Regions from separate parts of the Astyanax mexicanus genome. Here region 2 is linked to region 1. Evidence: chromatin contacts called from public Hi-C data. All regions are on one chromosome and are shown on one strand. Each heading gives the region's core, a stretch centred on a gene start, on an enhancer-like site or on the middle of the called end of the contact. The rest is flanking DNA. Distances are from core to core; before and after follow the strand shown. Region 1 overlaps rhag (Rh associated glycoprotein). Region 2 holds the start of LOC103026136 (disks large-associated protein 2).

Region 1 (6,556 bases), core at 2,500-4,999:
CTAAATAATTAACTAAAAAAAATTAAAAAACTCAAACTAAAAAAAAAATGGTTGGTTCTAACTAGTTGTATTTGCTTCATGGATTTAACTAGTTGGTGTATTTAGATGGTTTTGATTAGGCGGGTTTAACTAACTGGAATAAGCTACATGGGTTTAGCAATTTGAGCATTTTAGCTAAAAGGGTTTTGCTAATGGTGTTTTAACTAGTTTGATTAAGTTGCTACTAGAATTCTATGCTTGCTGTTTTTGGACCTAACTCATAAGCCAGATCCAACTATTGTGGGATTGTTGGTTTTGACATATCAATGGAACATCTACTAGAATGCTGATGTGTTCCCCCATGTGCACTAGTCCACACAGGTCCCTAACTTATTTTGTGCAGATCTGCTTTTATTTTAAGTTTTTATTGCACACTGTGGGTCAGTGGGAACAACATGTTTGCTGGTAAATTGGGTTTATTTTCTAGTTTATAATAATTTGCTCCATCTGGGACTTGGTAAAATGGTCCCAGATTAAAATGTATCAATATTACAACCACCCAGAAAAAAGCTTTAGTGAGGGCTGAATGGTTATAAGAGTTAGTTTAAGGTTTACAGAAGCTGCTCTTGAAATGATGTGCTGGTGGTTGAGTACCCTGAGTTGGTTATGGATTTAGATTTGTGGGTGTTGGTTCTCTGTAAAGGGTTTATTAGGGCTCTGATTTGTTCTTCGAATGATCAGCATGAGCCAGACTCTCGCCGGCCTCCTCTTCCTCCTCAGGAACCTGGAGAACAACCATACAGTTTAGACATGGATGTAAAGCAGCAAAAAAAATATATATATATGAACACTAACAGCGCCCCCCTGCATCAGCCAAGACTGCTCCTTAAAGTTTCTTTACTAAATGAATGCCTAAATTATAACAAACCAAGTGGAATTGTTAAGTGTCTCCATGTCTCCCCCTGCTGGGACGTTTCAGGTAAGACTTCAGACTCCCAGCTCTAGCTCTTTTTGAGCTCACAGCCTATCTGGAACCTAATTTTGATGCAATTTTTTACCTGCTTGCCTGTGTTTATATCCCTGCTTGTATGAATTTAATTAAATTGAGTGCTGAATTGCCCCTAATGCAGTGGTTCACAGAATGCAACTTGTCACACCTCATACATCACATTAAGTATTTTTTTTTCTGCCAGATTCATTAATTCTGCAGCTAAAGGCTTACCTCCCAATAGATAGAGTCGTCAAAGCAGTTCTGGTCAGGTGGCTGCCCCCAGAATGGAAGCTTCAATATGAGACCTTATGGAACAAACAGGATTCTTATTACTGAAGCGACCAAACAAAAATACTCACTTAAAAAGGGATTGGAATATTTCAGAACTATTTGTCAGCAAAAAAAGAACCTTTAATATATAATGTTTGACAAATACTATCCATAAAATATATCTAGTCACTCACCAGTGATTGCACCTCCAACCAGGGCAAAACCAATTGATGAGGCCAAAGCTGCAGCCTGAGTGCCTGGAAACACACTGATAGAAAAATACAATATCAGTGCATCATGAAATATCAGGTAGAGAAGCATTACATTCTTATGAATATAACGTTTTTACAAAAGCCCCAGAATATTTTGTCACATTCTGCTCTAAATGGTCCTTATCTCGAGTGTGCACGACTAGCAAAAATGTTTAGCTGATATTATCATCTTTCTATTGTGTGAAATTTGTGTTTTTCAATTATGTCACTTAAAGTTCTTTAAAGTTTTTACACTTGCTGTTCTACATCATGATTAATTTAACATTATAATAATAACATTTTATAATAGCTACCACAAAAGATAATGTGAAAAAGAAAACAAAAGAAGATTATGGCTTAATTTATTAAACATATAAATTCTTATAGTCTAAACTTAAATGCTGTGATAATGATAAAATATTTTTAAATGATAGAACTGATGGGTTAGTTTGAAACGCCAACTAATGGATTCTTAAACGGACCATTTGGCAGTTAATAGCATTTACTTTTTTATGTATCATGAATAGTTGTCAGTGCATAGTTTAGACTATGCTGAATAACAATTATTAAAAGGGCCTGTGAGGCAGTGTTTGAACAGTGTTGTGCCTGCACTGTTAAAGCTGCAAAACACATAAATATAGAAATGATCCCTAGCGCAAGAGGTTTATGTCCAAGACACTGCTACCTTGCGTGTGTATTGTCCTCTATTTAGTTACACTTTCTTTCAGGCTTATTCATTTTGTCTTTACATATGTGTGTGTATAAATGTGTTGTTGTATGGTCTTACTTTTCTTTCTTTCCCAGTAGAGCGGCTAAAATTCCAGCCAAGCCACCTAGAATGCCGGGCATGCCATGCAGGTTATGCACTCCACAAGTGTCCTGAATTCCCAGGCTGGATGCAAGGATGGGCTACAGAGAACACAAGGGAAAGAGGTGATAATATCAATTTACTGCCCAAAAACGTTTAATTTACCAAGCAAAACTGACTGACAGGCTGGGTATTTAGTACTGCAATAGTCCTTAAACTAACATTCAGTCCAATAGACCTGTTCGGCGCACACTACCTTAGAACAGAGAATCATGTTACAACAGCACAGGATCAGCTAAACAGATGGCTGGCACAGGCCATGTAACATAGCTGGGGATCCATTGCTTTCCTCTTTGCATGATGGCTACTCAGAGGGTCCCCCATGGCTAGGTGGGTTCTAGGTGGGCATGAGTGGACTCAGAGTGGGTTTGTACATGTATTTTTACTGGGAAACAGTTGGGATTTCCAAATGGACCAATCATTGCAGACTATCTAATTCTCATGTAGTGTACAACCAAGATGTACTGACCCTGATGGGGCCCATCACTGACATCCATATGTGGGATCAACATGGAACCTATTAACAAAACTTGGTTCCCAGGTGGGCTACACATACAAACCCCACATTACCATCTATCTGTGAAATACTAATATTTGAATAAAGGCAAATTAACATTAATATAGTAAATTATGATTTGTGGTGTGTGATCTACTGGGGGATAGCCATTATTTCCAGTTCATATCCAGCACCTACCAACTACTTTATTTCCTTTATTTGCTTCTAGTGGAACTAAAAACTGGAACTAAAGTCAACAACCAAATCTATGATTTTGTTATGTGATTGTGTAGACTGTGTTTTAATATGTATGTATAGCTGGATGTACATACAGAGAGGAATTTGAAGCCGAGAGTGGAGATAATTCCAGCACAGACTCCGATCACCATGGCTCCGAAAGGACCAATGGCCATATCAGCACAAGTTCCAACAGCAACTCCACCGGCCAGTGTAGCGTTCTGGATGTGGACCTGCAAGACAAAAACATGGACGTTTTTAAGAAACATAGGATTTAATATTATTATAAACATATTTTCTCTCCATATAGAAATGTGAACATTTAAAAGCTTAATTGCAAAAACAGGCTGTTTTTCAGCCTTCCACAGTTTAGCTCTGCTAACTGAAACTGAAGTTCTTAATCAGAGTTAATTTCTCTTATATCAGTAAAATCACATAAAACCACACAAATGTGGACCTTAAGACATACATTGTAGGATATGGAGTTTTTAGACGTTCTAAATCGTTTTTGAATATCCTTGTAGATATTTAATCCAACTTTATTTTTTTCAATGTTCTGTAAATTAAATTTTCTCTCACCATGTCCAGTTTTCCCTTTCCTTCCACCAGGCTGGAGGTGGCATAGGCAGCCAGTGTGCACGCAGCCAGAGAGAAGTAGGTGTTAACAATGGCCCTGAGCTGTGCAGCTCCGGGTTCAGCGATGGCAGAGTTAAAGCTGGGCCAGAACATCCACAGATACACAGTACCTACAGACACACAATTAACAGTCAAAAAAGGCAAACAGGAAGTAATTAGACAACATATTTAAAATATGAAATTAAAAAATGCATGTATTTTACCACATCCTAATTAACTGTATTGCATTTTATGTATGCAAACTCATGTTCAGAGAGTTGTTTGCTTTTTTCACTGAACTTTGTAACAAATCATTTTGCATTTTCACATTGCTAACAACTAAACATTCCTCCAAACTGCCAGCCACCTCCACTGTTTGGTAGCATTACTGTTACTGGTTATTATTAATGATGGTCTTGCGTACTGTACTGCAGCTGTAAATGAAATGTACCTGATCAGTTACTGTCAGTGTGTAACTGCTGTATGTAATTCCTGGTAGAGTTTTTGCACATACCAATCATTGCAAACAGATCAGAGTGGTAGACAGAGCCTTCATTATCGTGGCCGTTACGCAGACCAGGACGGTAAAGCACGCGAGCCACAGCAAGCCCAAAGTATGCTCCAAAAGCGTGGATGGTCATGGAGGCACCAATATCAGAGGCCTGTTAACAGAAAAAAATTATTTGTATAATATTGAAATTATTGAGTAAGTACTCATTTTCACATTTTCACATTTTTTTTTACTCCCCAGTATATTATTTTTACAATTAGAAATCCAGGTATTTACTCTACTTAATGCGTTGTGAATATAAAAGATATAGTGATGATCGTAGAGGGAGAAAGCCTAAAACATCTTGGCTAAATGAATTGAGATCTGCATCATCCACCATGACTTACATACACTCATCTTTGACTTCAGTGTCATGATAATGTTGAGCTGTTTGTTTTGGTCGATCACTCTTAACGCCCTGTTAGTGATCACGATTGATTAAAGCTGGGTTGCATATTTTTTATTTTAATGATTTATTTCAAATTCATGTTTTATCCCCGATTTAGCTAGGCCGACTCTCCCATCCATTCAGCTGTTAGTCAGATGTATATCCAACATCACAAGTGATGCTATAACACCAGGAGGGTGAAGACTAGCACATCCCTCCTCCACAACATGTGGTCAGCCTCCGCCTCTTTTCCAGCTGCTCCTGATGCAGCATTGCTGAGCAGCATCACAGCACTCTCAGAGCCTAGCGATCTCCTGATCATAGTGGCAGTTTTTAGTCCGCTAGACCACTCAGCTTCCTGTGATTGCAAATCTAAGAAGAATTGTCAATGATTTTTATGTCAGTATTGTGTCTTCAAGCTGCTTCTTAATAAACTACCCAAATTCTCACCGTCAGCTCAGAGAAACTTGGTTTAAAAGGTCAGAAATTACTCAAAGTCAGTGAGACACAGGCCTGCAATAAATTGCAAGGGACTGGATCAGCAGTGTCACTGTCTACAGTGAAGGACAACATATTTAATATGTAACATGGCTAAAATGTGGACACAGCTGGGTGTTCCAATAGAACATTGACCCAAAATATACATCAAAGCATTTTTGTTGTCATGCTTTGTGTCTGTTTATGGTGAAAGCAGGCGGGCCAGACTTTTATATATTTACCTGTGTTTAATTTAACCACAGGATACATTCTTTTCAGTTTCCATGTTTGTTGTTTTGACCAGGTCAATCTGAAGCCATAAACTCATCCATACTAACCATAAAGTTTCACAAAAAGGCGGTAAAACAAGCAGTATTCAATTTTTATTTTATTATTTGTATCATGCTATATCATGATATACTTGGGTAATAATTTATGTCTAACCCCACGTAATAATAATATATGTTGTCCACATTCTAATCTAACCTATTCATACATATGTAGATCTGGTGATTTTGTGGAGAATTGTCAAGCTTTGAGTTCTGAGGTCTGAAATTGTTCCAGTAAGTTAGTGATTAAAACTAGGAATGAATAAATCCACAATGCATACCCCCAGCATTGTGACAGCCAGGTGCTCATTGATGCAGAAGGTGGTGATCTCCAGCAGGGTCATGATGAGCAGCTGCACTGGACTGGTCTTCCCCAGTACGGCACCAAACGAGATCAGCACTGTGGCTGTGCTGAAATCTGCGTTGATCATGCTGTGTAGAGAGGAGCGCAGGTTCCAGTTAGCTACTGTATATTATAAGCTCTCTTACAGACCCAAGGCAACTACTAGAACCAATGTCCTTGAATGAATGGTTCTGTGCATTTTTAAAGGACATTGGTAAAAAAAAAGCATTTAGCAGAATCTTCATAGTACCTTTTTTAAAGGTTACATATAGCATCAAAAACGGTGTAAATTGTGTAACACTTCCTATTAAACCTGTAATAATAATGCATTATGAATTCATAATAATTTATAAAAATGCCATAAATTTTCTTATAGTGACATCCATAACATGTATGTGTGGTAACACTTTCTATGAATGTCATCTTTATTAGACTCTATATCTATATTCATAATATATTATAATGCATTCATAAGGCATTATAAACATGGCTATAAATATTTATAAAAATGCATAACCCACTATAGCCATGTTTATTAAGCATTATGATCATAATACATTATAAGCTATGCTTATGATATACGTGTTAAAATAGTATATATCTATCGTTAAAAATCTAGTCCCACAATGAATCTTAAGACCTCGGCTGTTCTTGCAGACCTTTCCGCATCTGCAATTAACGATAAGCAAGTGCAGATGCGGAAAGGTCTGCAAGAACAGTCGAGGTCTTAAGATTCACCAAACCCGGATGAGATGTTTGGAG
Region 2 (6,556 bases), core at 1,642-4,141, 45 kb after region 1:
CCAATACATTATGGCAGAACAACATTTTTTAACACCCCTTCTCTATAATGCTTCAAAAGAGGAAACAGTGAATATGTGACCATTTCTGTTCTCCATAACAGTTTGTGCTGTATTGTTCTTCAGTGTAGGTAATAGTGATCACAGCACAGGGTCTGACATTCTAATCTTGGAGCACCTATAGTACTTTCCAGGTCATCTTGTTATGTATAGCATCCTTACCCAGTTGCTGAGCACCATATGTTGTCTCAGAGGAGCTCTCAACTGCATAAAGCCTGCTCAAATCATAATAACCTGCCAAATAAAGTCACAGCATCAGGCCTTCTCAAACTGACTGACCTTTACACGCTGCAGTAATAAAGATTTTGTTACATTGAGGAAAGCAGAAGGGATAGATGGTAGCTCAGACCAATGCTTCTATATAAAGGTGAACTGAACTGCTACCCAGGTCAGAATTGCATTAGCAGCTTGCTGATTGCAGCACATTTTGACCAGTGTGCTAAAAGGAGCTCTAGTGAAACAGACAGGTGCTTTAATGGGCTCTACAAACATTGAAAGGCATTTAAACAGGAGAGTCACACTGCTGTCTTGGAGGGCCATGCTGCTACCCTGTTCATTACCTAGCCCTTCACAAGTTCAACTAGATGTGCTAAAGCAGGTGAATGCTAAACTCTGCAGTGTTTTGGACATCAAATCAAATCGAATTTATTTATATAGTGCTTTTTTTTTTATTGATGTCGCAAAGCAACTTTACAGAAAATCTTTACAGAAAACATTATTGACAATAACTGTAATTTTATCCCTTAAAACATATTCCATTCATTTTTATATTTTTTCATTTGGTTATGTATATGTCCAAAGATCTGTGGACAGCCCTTCTTGCTACTAAATTTAGCTAAATTTGCAGTGCATTGGATGCAGTGATGTAAAGCACACCGCCACTGGACTCTAGAAGACCTATTCTCTGGAGTGACGAATCACTCTTTATTCTAGTCAGGATTTGGCAGTTGCCAGAAAAACAGTACTTGTCTGACTGCATTGTGCCAGTTTGGTGGCACAGTGGTTCTGGACATTTGGTCTAAGCCATGTTTAAAGAGGACATATTATACCTCTTTTAACACAAGTTAGAATAGGTCTATGGGCTGTACTGTACAAAACAAGTTCATTGCACAAAATCACTCTTTGATCTGACCAGATCTGACCAACTGTAATCTTGCCGGTTTCAGTGCCTTTTAGGAAGAGCTGTTTATGAGCTCTGTCATTTTTATTCAAATAAGCTGTTGCTGGTCACAATATGAATATGCTGAGCATTTACCACAACTTAGTGTTAGCTTGTGCTAAATAGCAACATATGATAAAGCTTGTTTGCTCATACTACGATAGAAGCACAAATATCCTTATTTAAATGTATTTAAATCTCCCACATGTGCTGACCTGCCACCTGATCAAATCAGGGGTTGATGGGAGAGGGGTGGTGCCAGGGTGGTTCTATGCAGGTTTTCTTATTGGGACATCACCATAAAGGGAGCCATACAAATGTCTCATACAAGCGTATTATTCCTGAGACCATACTCTTTCAGCTGACCCACAGAAAACTGATGGATGGATTTTCACGCTTTCACGCAAGTGTTTATAGGGGTGGTTGAGATGCAAGTGGACATGAATTTTTGCATAATATGTCCCCTTTAAAATGCCTGGCTACACCCCTGGCATGTTCATTAGCTAATTGAAAAACTATAGCCAGAGCAGCATTGTAGATACTTGGTGCTGAAACAGAACTAGAACAATCTTTCATATATTACAATAAATAATGAACAGAAAGAGATTACTAAAATTTGCTCAAAAGAGTGATTTGTCATTTACATTTACATTTATAAACAGATTACTGACAGCAATCATAATTTATGCATTCTAGCCAAAATGAATGAAATCTGAGTATTTGTGAGGATTCAGATTGTTTGGATACAGAACTGCCATGTGGGGGCACCAAACATGCAGCCTGTAGCACTGAACCGCCAGGCTTTTTTTCTCCACCTGTATTCAGACAGTCCTGCCTACCTATTGTTGGAGAGCCTGTAAGTGGGAGCTACTAGCCAGTGCCGGTAGTCCTGTGGGGGCGGGGCATGTCCGAATACAGGTGGACAAAACAAATCTCTGTGTGACTGCACCAGCACACAGTGCAGCATTTACCTTAATGCCAGCTGATGCTTTTATTGGAAATATCCCTCTTGTAGATGCCCTATTAGACAGAAATATGTGACGTCCCAGTTCATTCTCCCCAGTGCTGGGGTGTGCAGATGCAGATGCTTCATCACTACCGATGAAGGAGATAATGTGAAGATGAGGATGGTATAAGAATGTCAGCACTGAAGAAGGTAGGATGCTCCTGGGATTCGTTTGCACGGGTGGTGTACGTGGATGCAGGTGTGATAGTGCTGCTGTGATGGACTGAGCCAGAAAAGATGGAGATTTCAGTGTGAACTGCTGGAGTTGGTCCACATATAGTGATGTGATGAGTCAGGATTCAGCCCAGTTGAGCAGGTCTTGCTGATCGGACAATCTTCAGATCCAGCAGAGAGACAGCTGGGGCAGTCAGGAGAGATCAGATCAGTTATATGTCATATTATAATGCCTTATTCATTTTAGTAGTGTGTCTGAAGTGTTGTCACATGGGGTTAAAAAGTCTTAATAGTAATAAAAATTTAATGACAGGAAGCTGTATCTCTTTTTTTATCTTTCTATCCTTTTCACCTCTTCATGTTTAAGTGCTCTGTTGTCTTTTGCTAATCTCTCTGCACTCTCTGCTCGTCTGCTAAGCCAAATTATCTTCCTTTGTTTATGAATCCATCTCACTCTATTGTATCTATAATCATTTTTCCATTTCGCACAGGTGTTACCATGGCTACTGCGGACACACTGCTGCCTTTTCCTTGACAGGAAGCTTGACTCAGGTAAGAGAAATGAGGGAGGAGAAATCACAGAAGGAGGGAGGGAGGGTGAGAGAATAATTTGAACCCATTGAACTTATGCACCCAGTTCTCAAGTGCATGGAAAGTGTGTGTGAGTGTGTGTCTGATAAAAGTAAGCTGATTTTTTGACTCATCATTGGAGGAAGTTTACTGTACAGTGATTGGAAGGTATCAGACACTTGTACAGTGCATCAGTATTCGTTGTGTTTATGTTTAGAGGCATTTTGTACATGTCTGTCCTCAGTTTATCAAAGGTTAGAGATGGTTTATTAATTTGATAAGATTTGAGTCTATTAAATACGCTGACCTAAAAAGATAAGAGTACATGAGTATTTTGACATTTACGTACAACATATTACAAACACAATACTATAAAGTATACATTATATACTAATGTTAAAATTACAAGTATGTTGGGTTAGTACACAAAACATTAGGGATGCATCAAATAATTAGCAACCAAATTTATTTGTGCGAAAAAAGCATGAAAAGCACAACAATTTATAACAAAATAATAATATTTTAGATCTTTTTGATCTGTAGTTGTATACTTAACTTAAAGAAAAGCAACAAAAATTATATATTTAAGCTATTTAATGTCTGTAACAGTGGCAAAACCAGTTTAAATAGGCAAAATAACATAGTATGGTATTTAAACTTTAGCCACATATTTTGTTTCATTTTGGCCAGAGTTTTCTTTCAGTGCATCTCTAAAAACATATTAGTGTACTAACCTGTTTTACGCTTATGCCAATATGTCACTGCAAGGTCTACAATCGCCATTGTTGCTGCACTTGCATTGTGATCTGCCATTTCCGTAATGTTGTTCTAGAATAGTTCCTGGGATAATAGTAATTCATTGATATAAACGGTGGGAATTGCAGGGCATCTCACGATACAATATTATCACAATACAAGACATTGCCCATAATAAAGATGATGTCACAATGCTGTGATTCTACAAAACGTGATATACCGCAAGACAACTGTCTAAGAGAACACAATACTCATATTTATAAGCAGATATAATACGCAAATATTGTCTTTATTGGTGTACGTTTCACAGAAATAAACAATCAATATTTTCACCGCTGGTTTACCATATTTATTTGATTAGCAGTAACTGTAGTAAGTCAAATTAAGGAACAAGCAGCCGCACCGCTGTTAGCTGATCCCTATTGGGATCAGTTGTTTCCCCAGCGTCCAGCAGAGCAGAAAGCAATGTGGCAAACAGCTGGTTAAAAGTTCTCATGTGTCCATAAAAATATCAGTATTTGACACCATGTACCATATACCGTATCGTAAACAAAAACTATGCAATATATATTACAAAATTTATATTTTGTCCTACCCTTTAATCTTTGTAACCACTTTCAAAACTTGACTGGTTCTGAGCATGTGTCATGAGTTTTTCTTTTGACTTTGAGTATAAAGAAGGTTTGTCCCTATTTACTACAGTAACCCCCTCTGTTCTTGTGGGTGGGCTTTACATCACATGTTTGAACTACATTGCTACAAGGATTTGATTGCATTCAGCCACATGAGGTTATCAGTGGTGCCTCAGTGGTTAAGGCTAATACCCTTAGCCCTCCCTGCTGTGTGTGCTCGCTGTATCACTATATGTGTGTGTGTGTGTGTGTGGGTGTATGTGGGTGTGTGTGGGTGTGTGTGTGCACGGGGCATGGGTTAAAGGGCGATGGCCCCAGTCTATTTGAATATGTATGCTGAATATGATTGTCTTTGATTTGGATATAAAAGGTAGTGGATGGAGCTGCAGCCTAAAAGAGAATCTGAGTGTATATTTTTCCTCTTTGATGTGTGTGTGATGTGTGAAGAAATCCCTGCTTGGCTGAAGGCCTGAGAGCAGGCTTGGTTTCAGGATGAGCTGTGCATACTGTATGTTGCATTTTTTTTTTTATTCATTTGTGGCTGCTGTTTCTATGGAGACTGTGCTGGTTGATCATATCAGAGGTTGGCGTGGACATGCTTTCAGAGCACCAGTACGGCTACAGTAGTTGTGTGAGTCACTATCTCCATCTGGGAATGTGCTCTAATCCGTCATTTAATATCCACACACTGAAGCCAAGCAGATTCTGATACCCTCAGAATACTGAAATCTTTGTCATCACCAGCTGTCAGCACTGATTTTTACAGGGGGTGTTGGTAAGGTATCATCCAACCAGGGTGAATGTTGAAGTTAGACATTCTACAGGGGTTGGGCAATGAAACTGAAACCTCTGGTTTTAGACCACAATAATTTATTGTCCTGACGGACAGTTCTGGTGGAAACAGGAGAGTTGAGGTGCACATTAAATTCTGAAGTGATTTGAGCAGCCGTGGTTTTATGTTTTTTGGATACAATCTGGGTTAGCACCCGAAAATCCCTTTCAGACAGCTTCCTCTTGCGTCCACAGTTAATCCTGTTGGATGTGGTCGGTCCTTCTTGGTGATATGGTGACATTACCCTGGAAACCATGGCTCTTATTACATCACAGAGACTTGCTGTCTTGGTCACAGATGCGGCAGCAAGACGGGCACCAACAATTTGTCCTCTTTTGAACTCTGGTATGTCACTTATAATATTGTGTGCATTGCAATATTTTGAGCAAAACTGTGCTCTTACCCTGCTAATTGAACCTTCACACTCTGCTCTTACTGCTGCAATGTGCAATTGAAGATTGGCCACCAGGCTGCTCCAATTTAGCCATGAAAACTGCCACAATAAAATGACAGGTGTTTCAGTTTCATTGTCCAACCCCTGTAGATGTTTCTACTCTTGTCCTTTTTTTCTATTAGCTGCCCCAAATCGGTTCTCCTTTGTGATCTCCTCAGTGTTATTATGGGTGTCCTGCCTTTGTAGTTCTTCCAGACTGACTCTTCACTTTCTCTCTCTCTCTCTCTCTCTCTCTCTCTCTCTCATTCTCTTTCTCTTTGTCTCTCAAGAATGTTAATTACTTCTGAAATATGGGTTCTGTAGCTGTCCTTGATATAGGGGGAGATTAAAGAATGGGAAACAGTTTTTAATATCTGAATTTATGTGTTTTAAAAAAGGAACACACACAAACTATAAAAAGAATAACATGAATAATCTGACTTTATTAGTATGAAATCAGTTATCAGCTCATATTTCATTTGCCATTTGTATGTCAGTATGCCTAAATTACAAACTCACTTTTTGTGTGGAAGAGTGTTTGTGTTTGGCCACTAGATGGTGCCATATTCAAATACAAATATATTTGAAGGATTTCCACCTTTTCCACCAGCCTGCAACTGGGATACTGTCCTGTTGATCAGATATTTGGCCAGTAGATGGACCTTTTCTCCATGTTTTCCTCTTAAGGAAAGAATATAGATTTATCTGATTCAAGTGTGCACTGTACTCTGATGAAGCTCCTTGTTTCTACTCTTGTATCTATCTTTATCTCCACTGGGCATATAAGACACTGTGTAGTTCTGTAATTACAGATTGTAGTCATTTTGTTCCTCTGGTTACTTTATTATCCTCCTTCCACCCTGTTATTCAATGGTTAAGACCCTACAGAGACACCACAGAGCAACTATTAGTTAGGTAGAGGGTCATTATCAGCACT

The links. A called contact is a pair of places that touch in the nucleus more often than the background predicts.
Region 2: a Hi-C map of blood shows a contact between it and region 1, with 5 times the contacts expected there. The contact joins the promoter of LOC103026136 here to the enhancer-like site in region 1. A contact is called at or near these places in 2 of 3 Hi-C or Micro-C datasets (blood and muscle).

Annotation. Positions count from the first base shown.
Region 1 is chr1:86,183,517-86,190,072 of AstMex3_surface, forward strand. It overlaps rhag (Rh associated glycoprotein), which reads right to left. Exons shown (of 10, transcript XM_007255505.4): 3 at 5,733-5,883; 4 at 4,222-4,369; 5 at 3,672-3,838; 6 at 3,188-3,325; 7 at 2,279-2,400; 8 at 1,435-1,508; 9 at 1,202-1,275; 10 at 1-763. The coding sequence ends at 689. Among protein-coding and RNA genes, the nearest start is that of rhag, 15 kb to the right of the region's middle. Within about 2 kb of position 3,750, the one cell type or tissue checked has an H3K27ac peak away from gene starts, as active enhancers do.
Region 2 is chr1:86,228,880-86,235,435 of AstMex3_surface, forward strand. It overlaps LOC103026136 (disks large-associated protein 2), which reads left to right and starts at 2,892. Exons shown (of 12, transcript XM_022684282.2): 1 at 2,892-2,948.